Linked DNA regions of Sus scrofa: region 2 is linked to region 1. A link is a contact called in public HiChIP or PLAC-seq data. All regions are on one chromosome and are shown on one strand. Each heading gives the region's core, a stretch centred on a gene start, on an enhancer-like site or on the middle of the called end of the contact. The rest is flanking DNA. Distances are from core to core; before and after follow the strand shown. Region 1 has its middle 17 kb from the start of TBX15. Region 2 has its middle 130 kb from the start of TBX15.

Region 1 (5,138 bases), core at 722-3,221:
TGTGTGTAAGTACAAATTCACTCAGCAAATTCCGATCTGGTTTCATGGAAGGTTTGTGAGACTTTCAACTCTGAGCAATCAGAGTGATGGGGCTCAGACTTCAGGATACACACACTTTGGGTCAATGCCAGAGGTGGTAATAATTCTGCTGGCACCCTAGGAGTTCACACTTTTCCTCCTGTGCAGGTGTGGAAGTGGGGTGGCTCCAACTTCCAGTCCTACTACCTTTGGGGGAAATGCAGAAAAGCAGAGTGTGCTAGAGCCCTTTTAAATAATGCTTTCCATTCCTAAAGCCTGGTCTCCTTCCAGGAGCGATCTAAGGAGCTTGGGATTTACAAACCCTGCAACCATAGAGATTCTTTTCAATACATATATTAGAAAGAAGGAAAGATTGATTTAGGTCATTTTCCACGGATGCATACTTCACTAGCATGCCCTCATGCCCCCAAACATGGACACACGAATACACATTACTATACAAATTCCTTTACACAGCCTGTAGTCATACCTACAAAAAAAGCAGAATGGGGGAAGGGTGTCTTCAGTTTTCCTTATTTCCCCAATTCTGAAACTCTACAAGTAGGCTGAAAATATCACTTAGCTTTTTAACAGCAATTTTCATAAGCCCTTTTCAACTTATCTACTTAATCAATGCGTGACCAGCCCAGCAAACACTAACCTGGAAGTGTAGCAACAAATGAGCCAGTAGTCTGTGGCTTCATGGCATAGTCGGTGAAAATCAGATTTACACGCCCTAGTATCAATGCTGAGACCCTCTGAGACCTACCCGAGCTGGTGAATCAGGCTCAGCAGCCTTGCGTGTACATATACAGCCTTGCATAAACAAGCATATTCCTGGGCTGTGACTTTGAATTCTATGATGACCCAAGCCAAGCAGACCGATACCAGTATAGGGATTCTGTCTACAGGTGTCTCTTTTTTTGGTCCAGTTCGGGGGAGAGTGTGACAAAGTGGGTGGAGAGGAAGATAAGATGACCCGAAATAGACAAGCTGACCACAAGATACAGTAGAAAATAATGCTGCTGGAGGGACTGGGGCAAAGGCGGGGGTGGGAACTGAACGCCAAAACTCGTCCAGATGCTGTTGTGTTCGAGCACAGCACACGCTGCACCAACGGCCGAGGCGGGTATAATTCTCCTAACGCGAAGGCAGTGAGTAGGTACTGCGAACCGAAGCCTCTTCCTTTTACAGATTCAGAGTACAGTGTAAACCGCACACGACCTCTCTAAACGTCCATTCACCTTGGCTATGTCTAGTGAAGGAGACAACGGAGAAAATCATCCAGCCCCAGCAAGCTGAAAACATTTTCACTTTCACCCTAAACAAGTGAAGTAAACGGCTTTTCCATTTCTGAACATCGCTCTTATCGTACCATCTCGATTTTGGAAATGTAGCCTCGGAATTAAACGCGCACAATCATTTCCACTGCACCTGTACAGGTGACGCACGCTCACGCCCCTGCGACGTCGGATCGTTAAAAGACGGAGCTGGGCAGCTACCACCCAGAATGAGCCCCGGCCGCGAGCTTCCCTCCCTGTACCGGGGGCAGTGGCAGTGGTGCGGACGGGTGGGAGAGGCAGCGGGGCTGCCTGCGGGCCCGGGCCGCCCACCGGCGCGGGAGCCAGGCGGGACGAGTCCAGCCCTGACCGCTCGGCGCAGGAAACGGGCGGTGCTCAACGCACCCTTCACAGCTCTGCGCTTTCTCCCCTTCGCGGGGCAAAGTGGAGGCGTATTCGACACTGGCGTGTCTGCGATTCAGACACAGACCAGCCTGCTGCGCCTCCTTTGTTGCAGGCGGGGAAGCCGCCCTGCGGGGCTCGGGGGAAAAGGGGGAAAGGGGGGAGAGGGGAGAGGCGGAGCCGAGCTCCAGGCCAGAATCCTAGGCCAGTCCTCTAGGAAGCCCAGCTCTGCGTCCCACTCCGCCTCTCGGTCCCGCGGGCTACTTGTACCTGACGCTCCCCGGGATTTCACATGCGCACGGACTTGAAGCAGCCTTGGATTCGGGCGCCCTGTGACCCCTCGCGAGGTTTCCGAGCGCCCCTACCCCGCCCCGCCCCACCGCGTACACCCCCGCCCCCCGCAACGTGAGCGGGTCGCAAGGGCGTTACGGCAGCCCGCGAGGGGGCAAAAAGCAGCCCCCCTCCGCCTTATTTCTAGGGGCTAGAGATGGAGAGGGGCTGGAGCGCCTCATCCACCGTAACCCAGGGATTGCCCTCTTCTCCGTTTTCAGGGAAAAAAAAAAAAAAGCCGTTTGAACATCTTTTTCTTTTTTTCCAGATTTTGAAAAGCCCCAGCCTCTTTTTCTTTTCCCAGCAAGGTCCTGCCCCGAAGGGTACAACTTCCGGAGAAGTGGGTCCCCGCTGTGAATTCCGTAGAGCCGGCGGGCCGAGCCCAGGGACTCCGATCGGCCAGTTGACGCCGCGTGGCCTGGAGTCGGGCCTGGGCCCGAGGGAGGCCTCCGGAGCAGACTCGTGGTGAAGGCCGAGGTCAAGGGCTCAAGGAGCCCATTTGCTCAGAGTTCTCGGCCTGACATTTTCTCCCCGGGAAAGGTCCCCTCCTCCTGCCCGCGGAGGCTGCCCCCTTCTTCTGCACAGTGGGCCGTAGAGCGAGGACGTAAAGCCTCAAGGAAGTCCTCGCTCATAAACCCCGAATCCCCGCCTCGGTTTTGTGGAGCGAGGTCTGGTTTTGTTTCGGCCTCGGTGTTCTGGGCTTTTACTTTACACTTTCGCGGCTCGCCCGGCCGACTGCACGAGCACTCCGCCGGCTCTCGGGCCGCCCCAGCCCCTGCACGCAGAGCAACGACCCCCCAGACTTAGTGTGCCCGCCCACGGCCCGCGGGAGGCCGTCCTCGGCTTCCCTTTCCTGGGGTTGATCCTCTGGCACAGAAAGGCCTTAGGGCCTCTTAATGCTAAGACATTAACCGCCTTGCGTTGCACACGGCACGAAGGTTTCAGACAGTCTCGTGCCCCAGCTGCGAAGGGTGCGGCCGGTGACCCCGGATCTCGGCCCGCCGCCCGCGGCCCCCTGGCCGGAGGCGGGCGGCCTGGGCTGTCTCTGCGTCCCGGGGGCCTTCTGAGGAGGCCTGGGTTCCGGCAGGGAAACGCCTCCGGAGCGAACCGAGGGGCGCACTCGCTTGTGAACGAGAACTTCTGACTTTTGTGGACGCAGCCAGACTTCAGGGCAGCCTGGGGGCCGGGGCTGGCTTTTCGACGATTGGGGTCGGCGGGCGCGGCGCAGTGTCCACGCCCTGCTCCTCCTGTTACGAACAAGTCCCCGAGCGGTCGTGGGCGGGACCGGGGGTCTCGGAACCGGAGGGGCTGGCTGGGTTGGGCAGAGGAGCGTGTGCGGGGCTCAGGGGTGGGGTGAGAGGTCTCGGGAAATGCCCCGACCCTGATTCCGAGGAATCCCAGGTCCCCCGTCCTCGCCATCCCGCTGAGGTCGTTAGCATCCCAGGACCCAGTGTCTGCGGCCTCTTTCTGCCGACTCAGCTTCCAGGAACCAAAAGAGAACTGTTGTGACTTCGCGACCTCCAGCACACTCTGGTGGAATCACCTCCTTTGAGGAAGGTGGTAATACTCAGTTCCTAAGCCGTCCCCCCTCCTTTCTCACCTCTCCACCTCGGGTAAAGCAACTGAGCACATCTAGGAAAAAAAGTAGTAATATCCGTACCAGAGTGAGGCAGAAGAAATATAACAGTCACAAGACTGCCCCCAGGTGATGGTTTTCGGCAACAACATCTCTGGGCGACTTGAGGTCGCTTTCTCTCTCTGCTGAACTAATGTCATCTGTGGTAGAAAAGTTATTGAAACCAAACGTTTACGTTAATCCCTCAAGAAAAGGAGAAATAGCCCAGAGAAACCTCTTTCCCGCAGACGCTGAGAAATTGTTCAATTTGTCTTTCTAGCCTCACTACCATAACGTTTGATAACTGCACTTTCAAAATCTAACTCTCCTCTCCCCAAGGTGCAGACCCGCTGTTCCCACCCTTTCCCTTTTCTTCCCCCCAAGCCTTCTTCGCTGTTTCCTCCTTCTGAAACAATAGCACGGACTGCTGGAGTCAGTCTGATGATATAATCCTTAAGGCATTCACGGGCAGACCAAGGGCCAAGCTATCAAAGAGTTTAGCTTCTTCCTTTTTTTTTTTTTTTTTAAGCTGTTTACTATTCAGGAAATTTGGTAATTATTTTTTTTTCCATGTAGTGGTATTACCCTCTTCCTTTTGATATTAGATCCTCTATGGGCCCCTAGCTTCATGCTGTAGAGACAGAAGAAAGACGAAGAGGCTGAATTCTGCATCAGAATGTAATTTTCCTTTATGTCATCATTGCTGCTAAAGACAAGCTGAGGGCTTCCAAAAGAACAGGAACCCCCAGAACAGTCAGAGAGTCCTCATGTTTCTAGGGGCAGAAGAGAATGCCAATTTCATTTATTCTCTTATACCACAAACTTGGGAGTTGTTTGTACCTCATTCCACCAAAATACTTTCAGTACTTTTATAGTATTTTATAGTAGGCTTAAAAAGGCAACTTGGGAGGGGAAAGGGAAGATTAAATAAATTTTTAAAAATCCTTTGTTTAGAATGCATCACAATCATGATTTTTTTCAGGAGGAGTTATTGATAGATATTATTATCCTTAATACCCTGTTTACCAAGGTTTTCCCTGCCCCAGCATAGTACCATCCTCATAACAAGTGTCAATATTTGTTGAATGAACGGGCAAATTGAGAAGCATAATGCAAAGGAACACAAAAGGGATTGGATATTTAACTTCATTCAATTAAAAAACCCTTCTTCCATTGACACATTTCCTGAGTGAAAGTGTCACACAAAGGAAAACTATTTTCGGTAGATTGTGAGGGACTGAGGGTGTGTAATGGTTTCATTTCACGGACTAAAGTGTAACATCCTGAGATGAGAAACTCAGCATTAACACTTTCATTATATACAATGTCTTTCATATTGCTGGGCACATGATCAGTCATCTTAAAGTATGGTGAAGGGGATGCCTCAAGGTAAAGAACGTTAAGAGAAGTTGAACATGAGGGCATCCCTTTGGGCAGTGCCAGGTGTCCTGGCAGAGGGGCAATACTGGTCAGACTTCTGCTTCACATTTATA
Region 2 (5,138 bases), core at 1,815-4,314, 150 kb before region 1:
GTCTTTCCTTTCTTTAAAATGAGATTTATAATGGTTTCTACCTCCTAGATGTGTGTCGAATATGAAAAGAAATGATCCAGACAGTTAGTGCTTACCAGCATCTGTGTTCTATTCACCTCCTGGGCATATGGTCCAGTTTCCCTTCAGTGGCTGAGTTCCAGGCAACGAAAGGTAGAGAGAAGTATGAAGTACCACTTTCATATCTGTTCTCTTCTCCCTCCAGAAATTTCTTGGGTGTGATTTTCCTCCTCTTTTTCCATCTACCTGTTGAATGGAGAGAGCTCAAAGACCTAGAGGAGGAGGGAACCACAAGACAAATGGAGCCTGAGTTTCTGTATGACTGCAGCCCTTCACCTCCATCTCTCCCACAACCCACACTGGTGTGTAACATAAACACGAATAAAATTGTATTATATTAAGTCACTGAGATTTTAGAATTGTTTCAGCCTCTAGCCTAACACTGCTATGTATGTTGGACTAAATCATCCACGTGAAAACACAGTGCCAGGACAGAAAAAGGGCTCAAAAAATATTAGCTACTATTACCGCTAACACTTTGTCACCTCTTCCATTGCTATTACCCCAACTGCAGACATAGTCCAGCTGGAATCCAATCGATGTATTATTTCACTTGATCTAGTCACTTCAGCCTGAAATTGAATCTGCTATTTTTGGAGTCACAGCATACTTTGACTTACACTGAAATTTCAGTCAATAACTCTGAAAAGAAAGATACAGATCTCTTTTTTTTTTCACATGTGCTGCTTTCACCATAGTTCCCCCCCCCCTTTCTGTACTTTATAGAACCAAAGATTTTCAAATTTTAAAGAAATAACAAATATACCCTTCTGTTAGTTTTGCTGATTTTCATTTTTGGTCTGTTTTGAGGATGAGTAAAACATTTTTGAATCAATTATTTCATTCAATGTATTATTTTCCTCTTTCATCTTTATTTGAGCTATGAATTTTTCTAACATGTGATCTATTTTCATCCAAATGTCTGATAAAGATGTCCATGAGATGAGGCCAAGTAGGGACCCTGTGGCATAGCCCTGGGGGCTCCCTCAAGAATCAAGAAGGATCTACTCCTCAACAGTATTTGTGTTCTCCAAGCTTGGACAGAATTATCTTTCAATCCAAGTCTCACCATATTATTCACAAAATATTTTAAAACCTTTGTTAAATGTCACATCGACACCCTGATTAGCTGATTCACAGCATTCAACTAATCAGTTTAGTGACTTGAGACAAAAGTCAAAATGGGGTTTGCCTGGAATAATTTTCTTCTTAACAATCTTGGGATGACTTCTCATAAAGGGGTTGCTGTTTTTTCTAAGCGCACGCAAACCATCTGCTCATCATCATACACCAGAATTTTGCCTGGGTTTGACACCAAGTCTATAGCATTGAAACTCACTTTCTTCCAATGACTCTTTCAAAAAAATGACATTGGCCTTTCTGCAATTTTTCCAAAACCTCTATCGATATTCGTGATTACCATGAATTACAGGTTTCCTCATCTCATCTATAAATTTTTCTGGCACCCAGGGTATGATTCATCTTGATCCAAAGAACTGAACTCACTGATATCTGAAACCCCACTCCCCTAGTCACAAAAAACCACTTCAGCAACCAAATACTGTAACCATGACTACAAATAATACAGAGATAGGTCAGGAAACTCTATCTTACTTATGGAGCACCTCCAGGCTGAGAAACCTGCGTGTCCACTCAGCTCTGTGCTCAGAGTCTGCTACATGCCAGGCATTTAACACACATACCTCATTTAATCCCAACCACGAAAACAGGTTCGGAAAGGAAAGCTGACCAAAGGTTATACAACGAAAGTCAGGCTGAGTCAGGAGTCAGACCCAAGTCTGTCCAACTCCGAAACCTGCATCCCACCCACACCTACCTTCCCACTAGGACTCTAATTCTGTCTTCCCACCTATCTTGGCCTTCAGTTCTCTTTTTTTTTTTTCCTTTTTTCTTTTTTAGGGCCATACCTGCAGCATATGGAAGTTCCCAGGCTATGGGTTGAATCACAGCCACAGCTGCAGGCCTCTGCCACAGCCACAGCAACACAGGATCTGAGCCATGTCTGTGACCTACACCATAACGCATGCCAATGCCAGTTTCTTAACCCAATGAGTGAGGCCAGCAATTGAAAGAACTTGCATCCTCACAGAGACCATGTCAAGTCCTTAACCCGCTAGGCCACAATGGGAACTCCCAGTTCCATTTTAATTACATCCATTCCACACTCTGCCATATGTTCTAAACCTTCTTAAAATGATTGAGCATATTCTAGCAAAAGGAGCTTTATTGTTTTGTTTTGTTTTTTCACAAACTTCTGATTCTGCACACTTATGTCAACCCCAACCTCACACCCCTATCTTTCACCTAAAATCCCTTGGATCATGTTGGTGAGATGTGAGTCCTCTGGGTCCCAGGACTGCCTCCCGTTCCTCATCAGAAGTTAAAATTTCTTATATCAACCCTGTTCTTTGAATCCCATCCTCCCAGGCCCTTCTTTCTATGCAGACCTCATCTTCACCTGGAAGTCATCTCTGCTTCTTTCCACCTTCCTTCAGGTCCATTCTATACCCTCATGTTCTTAGAAGCTGAACACATTGCTGTCAGCTAAGTATGCTTTGGTATGGGAGAACCCTCCAAGTCTCCCTCTAGCTGGAAGCATCTTCAGGTTTGAAACAGACTGCTAAAGTGAGCTGGAGGGATTCCAGGCACAACTTCTGGAGAGAGACTCTGCTAACATTACCACCTATTACCTCAGGGACCTTGGCAACTTAACCTCACTGAGCCTCAGTTTATTTATCTGGAGGATGAAGACGATAATTCTGCTAGGATAAATGTTGTCTCTTACTTATCAGCAAGTGAATCTTAGTGTTGGCGTTTTTGCCCTCTAGGTAAATGAAGGGATAAATATTTGAGAGAGGGGAGCCCTGAAGTTTGTCATGATTTCACACTGTATGAGTGTATGAATCTTGGCAATAAGTAGAAAGAGAATTGCTGAGTTGTAAAGGTCATTACATCCAAGCCAGGCTCAAATGCCAGTCAAGTAGACCAGAAGACTGCCAAACTGGAAAGCTCATGACACCTCTGAAGACAGCTGCCCTATCTGGCCCCATGAAACCGTGGCCTTGATGGTACCACATCTTTGCTTTTTTCCCCAAGAGGTACCAAAATTACAGACTTTTATGTAAAACCTAATTTTTAAATGTTGGCAAATTATTTTCAAATATTTGGCATTTGGCATGGTTACGGCAACGCACCAGCCGTTTGCAACCTCTGGCCTCAAGCTTGAAGCCCCACTCCCCTAGTTACAGAAAGCACTTGTCGCGCTATCACATGCTGTCACCATGATGACAAATAATCCCAGAGATAGGTTAGGAAACTTTATTTATGGAGCACCTCCAGACTGGGAAACCTGCATGTCCACTCAGCTATGCGCTGGAGTCACCCTTTTTTTGCCACAGATATTGATTTACCACAAGACCGCTCCTGTCGGATCCCCCAGAATCTCCAGGTCAAATTCCTGGCCCATCCCAAGATTCCAGGCACTCACCGGTGATCTTATTTATGGTGTCAATTACTAATGGTGCTGAGATTAAGAACCTGGTGAAACAGATGCCAAGCAAGCTGTTGCTAAAATTGTCTATGTATGGCTAGAGGCAAGGAGAACTCTGCCCTGTCCTGCGCATCTGTGAATAGAGGGGGAGGTTATTGGAGCCAGCACCTGATATGTTCACAGTCAGGTCTGCTGAAGCCCACGAGATGACCCATTTGAGGAAACTGGGGCTGGTGGCAGCTGTTGAGTAAGCCTTGCTCATGTGAGGATTATGAAAGAGCTGGAGAGCCTTGATAAGTCACTAAGAGCCAAGTCTATCTTTGGAGTATCCAACAAATTTTCCAGCAGATTCAACCCGTAAAAGCTAGAGCCAAAGGTTATCTAAGATTTAATGCATATAACTGGCCAAATTCATCTTTTTAAAATTATATCAAAGCATTGTTTGGACTGCAAAACAAATAAATCACATAGTAGCAATCTTAATGTGTATCTGTAGAGAAATGGATAAAAATTATAGTGCATCGTCCTATAAAGTAGTATAAAGCCAACTATGGAATAAATGAAAATTTAAAAAAAAATTTTTTTTTGTCTTTTTAGGGCTGCACCCAGAGCATACAGTAGTTCCCAGGCTAGGAGTCCAATCGGAGCTGTAGCTGCTGGCCTATATCACAGCCACAGCAACATGGGATCTGAGCCACATCTGTGACCTACACCACAGTTCACGGCAATGCTGGATCCTTAACCCACTGAGTGAGGTCAGGGATTGAACCCATGTCCTCATGGATACTAGTCAGGTACCACTGAGCCACGACAGGAGCTCCAAAATCTATTTATAGAATAATATATATGGTATCATCTCTTTTTTGGTTAAAAACAAACAAAGAAAGGAAAGAAAGAAAATAAAAACTTATGAGAATATATTATATGTGTAAGTGTGAGTGGATATGTGAGTATGGGGGTTGAATGGGCTTGAGGAAAGCATCTGAAAAGATAACACACTGAAGAATCACTAACAGTATGCCAGAAAAAAATTATCTTTTTGAATAGATGTTGGCATTTTATTTTGTTAAAACAAGCAAGAACCTATTTTGCAAATTAAAAAAGTGAATATATAAAGAAATATTTAACCCTTATCAGATCAGGTCAGCTCATAATTAGTTTAGCACCAATTGTGACTCCAATATGTGCTACTTATCATGAAGAATATAAAAGGAGAACTCTTATACTTGAGTATTATAATCCACTAGGGGGATATATATATACCTTAAGTATATTTAATAAACTATTCAAACCCAAGTAATTGAGTTCTTCTCCTTTCATAAGAGAAAATTATCATTATTTCTATTTTATAGATGACGGAGCCTGAGTCTCAGAGAAGCTGAATGCCAGCAATGAGGGAAGTGAGTTCTGCTTCTAAATCCAGGCATCTTCACTACTGAATGCTTAAAGGTAAATGTCTTAGAGCATCAGGGCTGTGAATAAAAAAAGGCCACTTCAACAAAAACTAATTATGAAACATTGAGAAGTACTTGGGCAGAGATGGGAGACC

What was found. HiChIP or PLAC-seq counts read pairs in DNA pulled down with a chosen protein or histone mark.
Region 2: an H3K27ac HiChIP or PLAC-seq map of skeletal muscle shows a contact between it and region 1, with 5 times the contacts expected there. The contact joins two enhancer-like sites. A contact is called at or near these places in 2 of 47 Hi-C or Micro-C datasets (both in skeletal muscle) and 1 of 2 datasets of contacts at active chromatin or transcription factors (skeletal muscle).

The regions. Positions count from the first base shown.
Region 1 is chr4:101,898,979-101,904,116 of Sscrofa11.1, reverse strand. No RefSeq gene overlaps it. Among named protein-coding and RNA genes, the nearest start is that of TBX15, 17 kb to the left of the region's middle. Within about 2 kb of position 1,971, at least 11 of the 83 cell types and tissues checked have an H3K27ac peak or open chromatin away from gene starts, as enhancers often do. A contact at or near this core is called in skeletal muscle, where this site is marked.
Region 2 is chr4:102,048,922-102,054,059 of Sscrofa11.1, reverse strand. No RefSeq gene overlaps it. Among named protein-coding and RNA genes, the nearest start is that of TBX15, 130 kb to the right of the region's middle. Within about 2 kb of position 3,064, at least 2 of the 83 cell types and tissues checked have an H3K27ac peak or open chromatin away from gene starts, as enhancers often do. A contact at or near this core is called in skeletal muscle, where this site is marked.